2 separate regions of the Capra hircus genome follow, and region 1 is linked to region 2. Evidence: chromatin contacts called from public Hi-C data. All regions are on one chromosome and are shown on one strand. The core of a region is the stretch at or near the end of the contact, and the rest is flanking DNA. Distances in the headings are between cores, read along the strand shown.

Region 1 (2,982 bases), core at 445-2,944, 260 kb after region 2:
GAGACGATCAGTGGCCAGTGCCCAGCTTTCTGAACTCAAGTGACTGCCTTTCTTCAGCGGGATGAGCCTGGTCCGTTTTCACCGGTACCTTAAAAAAGCTTTTCATCTCAGGCTTTCTCAGTCCCTCTTCTGTGACAACGTGGTCAGCCCCCAGATTCTTCAGTCTGTCGGTCAGCTTCTGGAGGTCAGGTCTGGAAACCAAACACAATCCAGTCAGTCACATCTGCCCACTTTCTCCACCAGAGGCTCCCAGGACCCCTCTGCCACAGGTGTGAGAACCTGAGTTTCTCTTTGTGGGAAGCCAGGCCCAGCCACCCAGCCTCAGCACACTCCAGCATCTCCTGGCCTCAGTTTTCTCACTGGTGTGAGGGAGTGCTTGGTGGTTGCTACCGCTCCTACTGGTCCCAAGGACGCTAGAAACCATCTGGCCCAGGGAGGAGTTGGTTCCCTTCCTGATTTCTTCTATTTAAATGACAAACTCCTCTTCCTTTCCCCCTGTCTTTTCAAGAGGCTCTTCAGAGTGTTGTGCAAACATACCCTGGCCCACGAGTGGCTTTGTGCCTCTTTACCAAGGCAAACAGAGCAATTCTTGTTAGCACAACTGAGGGGATGGGGAACTGGAGCGAGTATCAGTTCTCCCAATGAGGCTGGCCTTCCCTGATGGACACAGCCACGTATGTGGACAGTGAGGCTTAAGGAGGCTGGATGATACGCTGGAGAGAGAAAGAGTCAGGAAACTTAAGTTTGTCGTTGATTTGCTGTGTCTTCCTGAGCAAGTGGCTTCCTCTCTCTGATGACAAACCTGCCCCGTCTCCTTTACATCTGTATTTAGTGCACTTCAAGGCATCACACAAATGCAAGGGAAACAGGGGCCTTGGGTTAGTCAGTTCACAGAAAGAAATACAGCTTTAAACATTCCCAAGTGTGAACTGTGGTTTCGAAAACATGGGCTTATAAGAAGTCAAGCATCTTAAAAACTCAGGTTGGGAATGAGGGCCTTCTCTACCTCCTTCCTGCCCTCCCTTTACATTTCAGTCACTCATCCTATAGCCCCGGGGCTTCCCTTATAGCTCAGTTGGGAAAGAATCTGCCTGCAATGCAGGAGACCCGGGTTTGATTCCTGGGTCGGGAAGATTCCCTGGAGAAGGAAATGGCAACCCACTCCAGTATTCTTGCCTGGAGAATCTCATGGACAGAGGAGCCTGGCGGGCTACAGTCCATGGGGTCGCAAGAGTCAGACACGACGTAGTGACTAAACCATCCTACAGCCCCAGACCGCTGGACTTCAGGGCTGGAGGCTGACTCAGCCCTTAGCGAGCAGCAGCTGCAGGAAAGGAGGACCGCTTATGCAAGGGCGCCACCTGGTGGAGACATGGGCACCTGCGGGTGCCAGGCTGGAAAGGCCCAAGTGGTGGGCTGGGATCAGGCCTTCCCACGCACCTGTCCCGGAGCACGTTGATGGTCCTCAGGCCCAGGGCGGCCGCGATCTGGATGACCGCTTGCCCCACTCCACTGTTGGATGCATTCTGGATGATGGAATCCCCTGTGGGGCCGGAAGAGACTCAAGTCGAGATCTGTAACAGGTCAAGGGCTTTCAGCCTAGGATCATATTAGAGGGTCAGAGGTGGAGTTCTTAGACTCTGAAGGGACCCAGGACCTGGCTGCTGAGCCTTCTCAGTCCTGGCAGTGTTGCTCTCTCCTCCCAGGGTGCCCCAAGCCTCTACAGCACCCATGATGCCTGCCAGGATTTGGCAACTCAGAGTTCACGCTGGATGCAACTTAGCCCCTGCTGTGTCAGTGATTTTGTATCCTTCATCATCCTCCCAGCTCTTAGGTCAAGTCTGCTTAGGTCCTTTCTTTGGTTTGCAATGTCTCCTCTCTCTCCCATTGTTCTGAAATCCTGTATACCTTAAAAGCACAGGAAATGGCAACCTGTGTAGCTTCTTATGTGAAGCCTTCCTAGATTCTTCCCCCGTGCCCTCCCACGGCACTCTGCAGCCAACTCTGTTAAGGCTCATGGTCAGCCTCGATTTACAGCTTGTAGCTCAGTCCCTTTCTATCAACAGCCTGTGGCTTCCTGAGGGAAGATGCGCTATTGCCTCGGAATGGGATTAGAGCTGCAATGGAGAAACTGGCAGCTCCTGAATCAGGGTCTGTGATCAAAGCCCAGGCCTAACTTTGCACTTGAGCTGAGTAGGGAGGTGTGGGCTGTGCTGGGAAAGCATGGGCTCTGGAATGAGATGTACCAGGGTCTGAGCCCCAGCTTCTTTACCGACTGTAACTAGAACTGAATGGGGTGGGGCAAGCCCTGACCTCTTTGAACCTGTTTCTTCTCCATAAGAAGGGTCCCAGGAGCAACCACCGGGGTGCTCCTCATTAGAGTCCAGGGCCATCATGTCTAGGGAGGGGCTCCAGTCCCCTGAAGTGCTAGCTAGGTTTAGAGAGGCAGCAGGGACCTCATGCTAGAGACAGAGGACTTTCTGGAAGAAGCAGGCTCATCATTCTTAGCTAGGGTCAGCCTACAGACTGTCACCCATCCAGGGGTTATGAAACCAACCTAGTGGGTTGTGAACTTTTTTTTTCTTAATGGTTAAGTGTATCACACATGGTGAGGGTAAATACTGTTCCATGAAACTCTGGTTTCCCTTACTTGTATATTCATACATGTCTATATACTGGAGGACAGTGTTACCACGGGTCAGGATCACGTGTTTCATGCCAGCCCTGGGGCAGGAAAGAGGAGCCACGGTGTTGGCACTTGACCTGGGTGGTGCCAGAATGGCCTGACTGGCCCCGACAGTGACAGTCCTAACCAGAGGGGCCTGGGGGGAGGGGACGCAGGCGCCCACAGCCTCTGCTGCACTGGGATTCAAGCGAAGGTCCCAGATCACACCTGCTGGCTTTCTCCACTAGAGAGACCCAAGGCTGCTTGGCCACAGCTGGGGGGCCTGCATCTGTCTCTGCAGGAAGCTGGCACTGGCT
Region 2 (2,700 bases), core at 69-2,568:
GGCAGGGACCTGGGCCCTGAAAACTAAAGACTAAGACTTGACCCAAAGGGGGCTTCGGTGAATTTGGAGGGCAAAACATGAATTTCTATAATAAAGGCTGGCGCTTCTGGAATGCTTACCCTGAGACTGGCACTGTTCTTATTAGTACTTTACATGGGTTATTTCACTTAACGGCCCACAGCTTGTAAGTAGTAGCAGGTTCTGACTCTCGGCAATCTGATTCCTGAGTCCATCTAATAGAAAGACCATTGAAGTCACAGGAAGTCACTTGCCAGTGAGCTTCTGTATGTCCGATTTGCCCCCAAAAGGGATTCATGGGTCTCCAACATGAAGTAGCCTATAATTTTGTGATTCTGCCATTCCTCAGCTCGGAAGAGGGATTAGGTTTGTTCTTTGTGGGCAGGACTCCTAAAGGGCAGAGTTGGCCTTAATAGGCAGAGCTTTTGAAGTCTCCGGACGGGTTTAAAGTGAAGGAGGCCTGACTGGGAAGTGATGAGCTTCCCATCACTGAAAGTGTGTGCGTATGGACTGTACTCCACCAGGCTCCTCTGTCCATGGGATTTCCCAATAAGAATACTGGAGTGGGTTGCTATTTCCTTCTCCCAGGGTATCTTCCTGGGATTGAACCCGTATCTCCTGCATTGGCAAGCGGATGCTTTTACCACTGAACCACCTGGAAGTCTGTGAGCACAGCTCTGAAATGCGGTACAGAGGGGAGGGGATTTGGACCAGTGACTATGTAAGCCCCTTCCAGCGCTGATAGGACAGACAATAAGGAAGGGAAAGTCTCTTAGTGGGAAGATGCGAATAAAGGGGACCAGAGTCCACATTTACTGAAGACCACCCACCGTGCGCCAGCCCGGAGCTTGGTACTTAACATATATTGCTAATTCTCAGGAAAATATTCTTCAAGATTTATAGTTGAGGAAACTCAGCTTCAGAGTAGTGACTCTGACACAGACGGCACAGGGCATCCAGGGGTCCTCTTCAGGATTACTTCCCTAGTCCCCTGTGACCAAGTCCGTGCCTCCCTTCCAGACTTAGGGGGTAGCACCACATGGCAAATTGCATCATACTTTTGCCATACGACGTTAGACACCGCACCAGCCAATTCAGGCGCTCCCAGTTCGAACCTCCGCAGACCCAGAGGGTCAGCAACCCTACCGGCCAGCGCTGGGCGTCCCGTCAGGCCGCACCTGCAGCCCTTGCCGCTTCCCGGTTGCGACGCTCTTTTTGCCCCGCCCAGTTCCTCCCCCCTCCTCCCCGCCGCTCTGCTGACTGGCAGTTGCCTGCACCAATCCTAAGGCACCCCGGGTCGGGGGCGGGGCCTCACGCCAGAGTTGCCCTGTCAGTGCAGGTGGAGGCCCCCGAAGGGGCAAAGTGGCAGGAACCTCTTAAAGGGCGAGAGCGGCGGAGGGCGAGAACGCGGCCCGGCCCGGCCCGGCCAGGTCCCCGCCCTGTCCAGCCCAGGTGAGCCTGGACCTCCTGAGGGACGAGCCCGGGTCCCGGGAGGGACGGGGTGAGAGACAGACGGACGCACTCCCCAAGGGCCGGGGCGTCCCGCGGGGAGCCGGGAAAGGTCTGGTTCTCAGGGTCGGGGGCGCTATAGAGGTCCCGGGTCCCCAGTTTCCAACTGGGGGTCCAGCGGGGGGTGGTCTGGGATTCCCGAAGTTCAGGGTGCGGGGAGGGGCAGGGGAGGCAGGAAAGGGGTCCGAGAGCTCGCGTCCGGAGCTGGGCGCTGGGCGCGCGGTCCCAGCCGGTTCCGGGCCTGTCTGGGGCGGGGGTCCGGGGTGAGGCGCGGGCGGGCGGGTCTCTGCGGAGGGCTGCAGCCCAGGCTTCCCCCACTACCACCCCCTGAACTCCGCCCTGTGGGCCCTGCGTGCTCCTGCCGGGCGGGCTGAGCGCGGCTGGAGCGGGTGGGACGGCGGCGCGCGCCGGGAGCGGGCAGCCCGGTCCCGGCCCCCGCGCCCCGCTCCGGCCCTTACGTAACTGACTTTGAGTTTCCGGACTGAGGGACCCGCGAGCTGGGGCGCCGGCTCTGCCGGCCAGGGTGGCTCTGCTGCCGCCGCCCCGGCCGCACACGCTCCCTTTCCAGGCTGGGTTTAGGGGACTTCTCTCTGCCTCCGGTCGGCCGGGTCTCCCTGTCGTGCTCTGGTTCCGGCTAGATCTCATCTCCCGTTTCCCTGTGTCTCTCGTCTCCTCTGTGTGTGGCCCGGCCTCTCCCTGTCCTGCCCTCATCTACACTTTCTAGCAGACCCCACCTCTGTGGGTTGGGATAGGACTTCTTCCCTCCAGCAAATTGGAGGCCAGGACGTGTCCAGACCAACCTCAGCCCAAGCTTGCCCCAGAAGGAGGGCGGGGAGGACTACCTGGTAGGATTAGGGGAGGTTACTCCGGAGGCCCACAGATTCTTCTGGGAGAGGAGTGACTGAATGTGACCCCTTAAATTCCCAGATTAGAACTGAAGGCAGCTCCCCACCCCCCCTTTGCTTCTGAGCCCTTTCTCCGGGAGGATGTTTGGGGAGAGCCTGACCTGGGTTGGGGCTTCGGGCAGCTGGAAGTCCCTGGAAGAACGGCTCAGCTACTGAAGGATGAGGGTGGGGCCCCAGGGCGCCCAGAGCACTGGCAGCAGAGCCCCAGAGGCTACTAACTGCATGCTCCCACCTTCACCCCAGTTACAAGCTGGGGACTGGCCTTGGC

Evidence for each region. Hi-C and Micro-C count contacts between places; a contact is called where the count stands out from the background.
Region 1: a contact with region 2 is called in a Hi-C map of blood, with 6 times the contacts expected there. The contact joins the enhancer-like site here to the promoter of EPB41 in region 2. A contact is called at or near these places in 3 of 5 Hi-C or Micro-C datasets (blood and liver).

The regions. Positions count from the first base shown.
Region 1 is chr2:11,610,792-11,613,773 of ARS1.2, forward strand. It overlaps MECR (trans-2-enoyl-CoA reductase, mitochondrial), which reads right to left. Exons shown (of 11, transcript XM_013973781.2): 6 at 1,441-1,543; 7 at 89-191. Among named protein-coding and RNA genes, the nearest start is that of SRSF4, 14 kb to the left of the region's middle. Within about 2 kb of position 1,695, at least 2 of the 5 cell types and tissues checked have an H3K27ac peak or open chromatin away from gene starts, as enhancers often do.
Region 2 is chr2:11,347,874-11,350,573 of ARS1.2, forward strand. EPB41 (protein 4.1) reads left to right here and starts at 1,319. Exons shown (of 23, transcript XM_018057127.1): 1 at 1,319-1,470.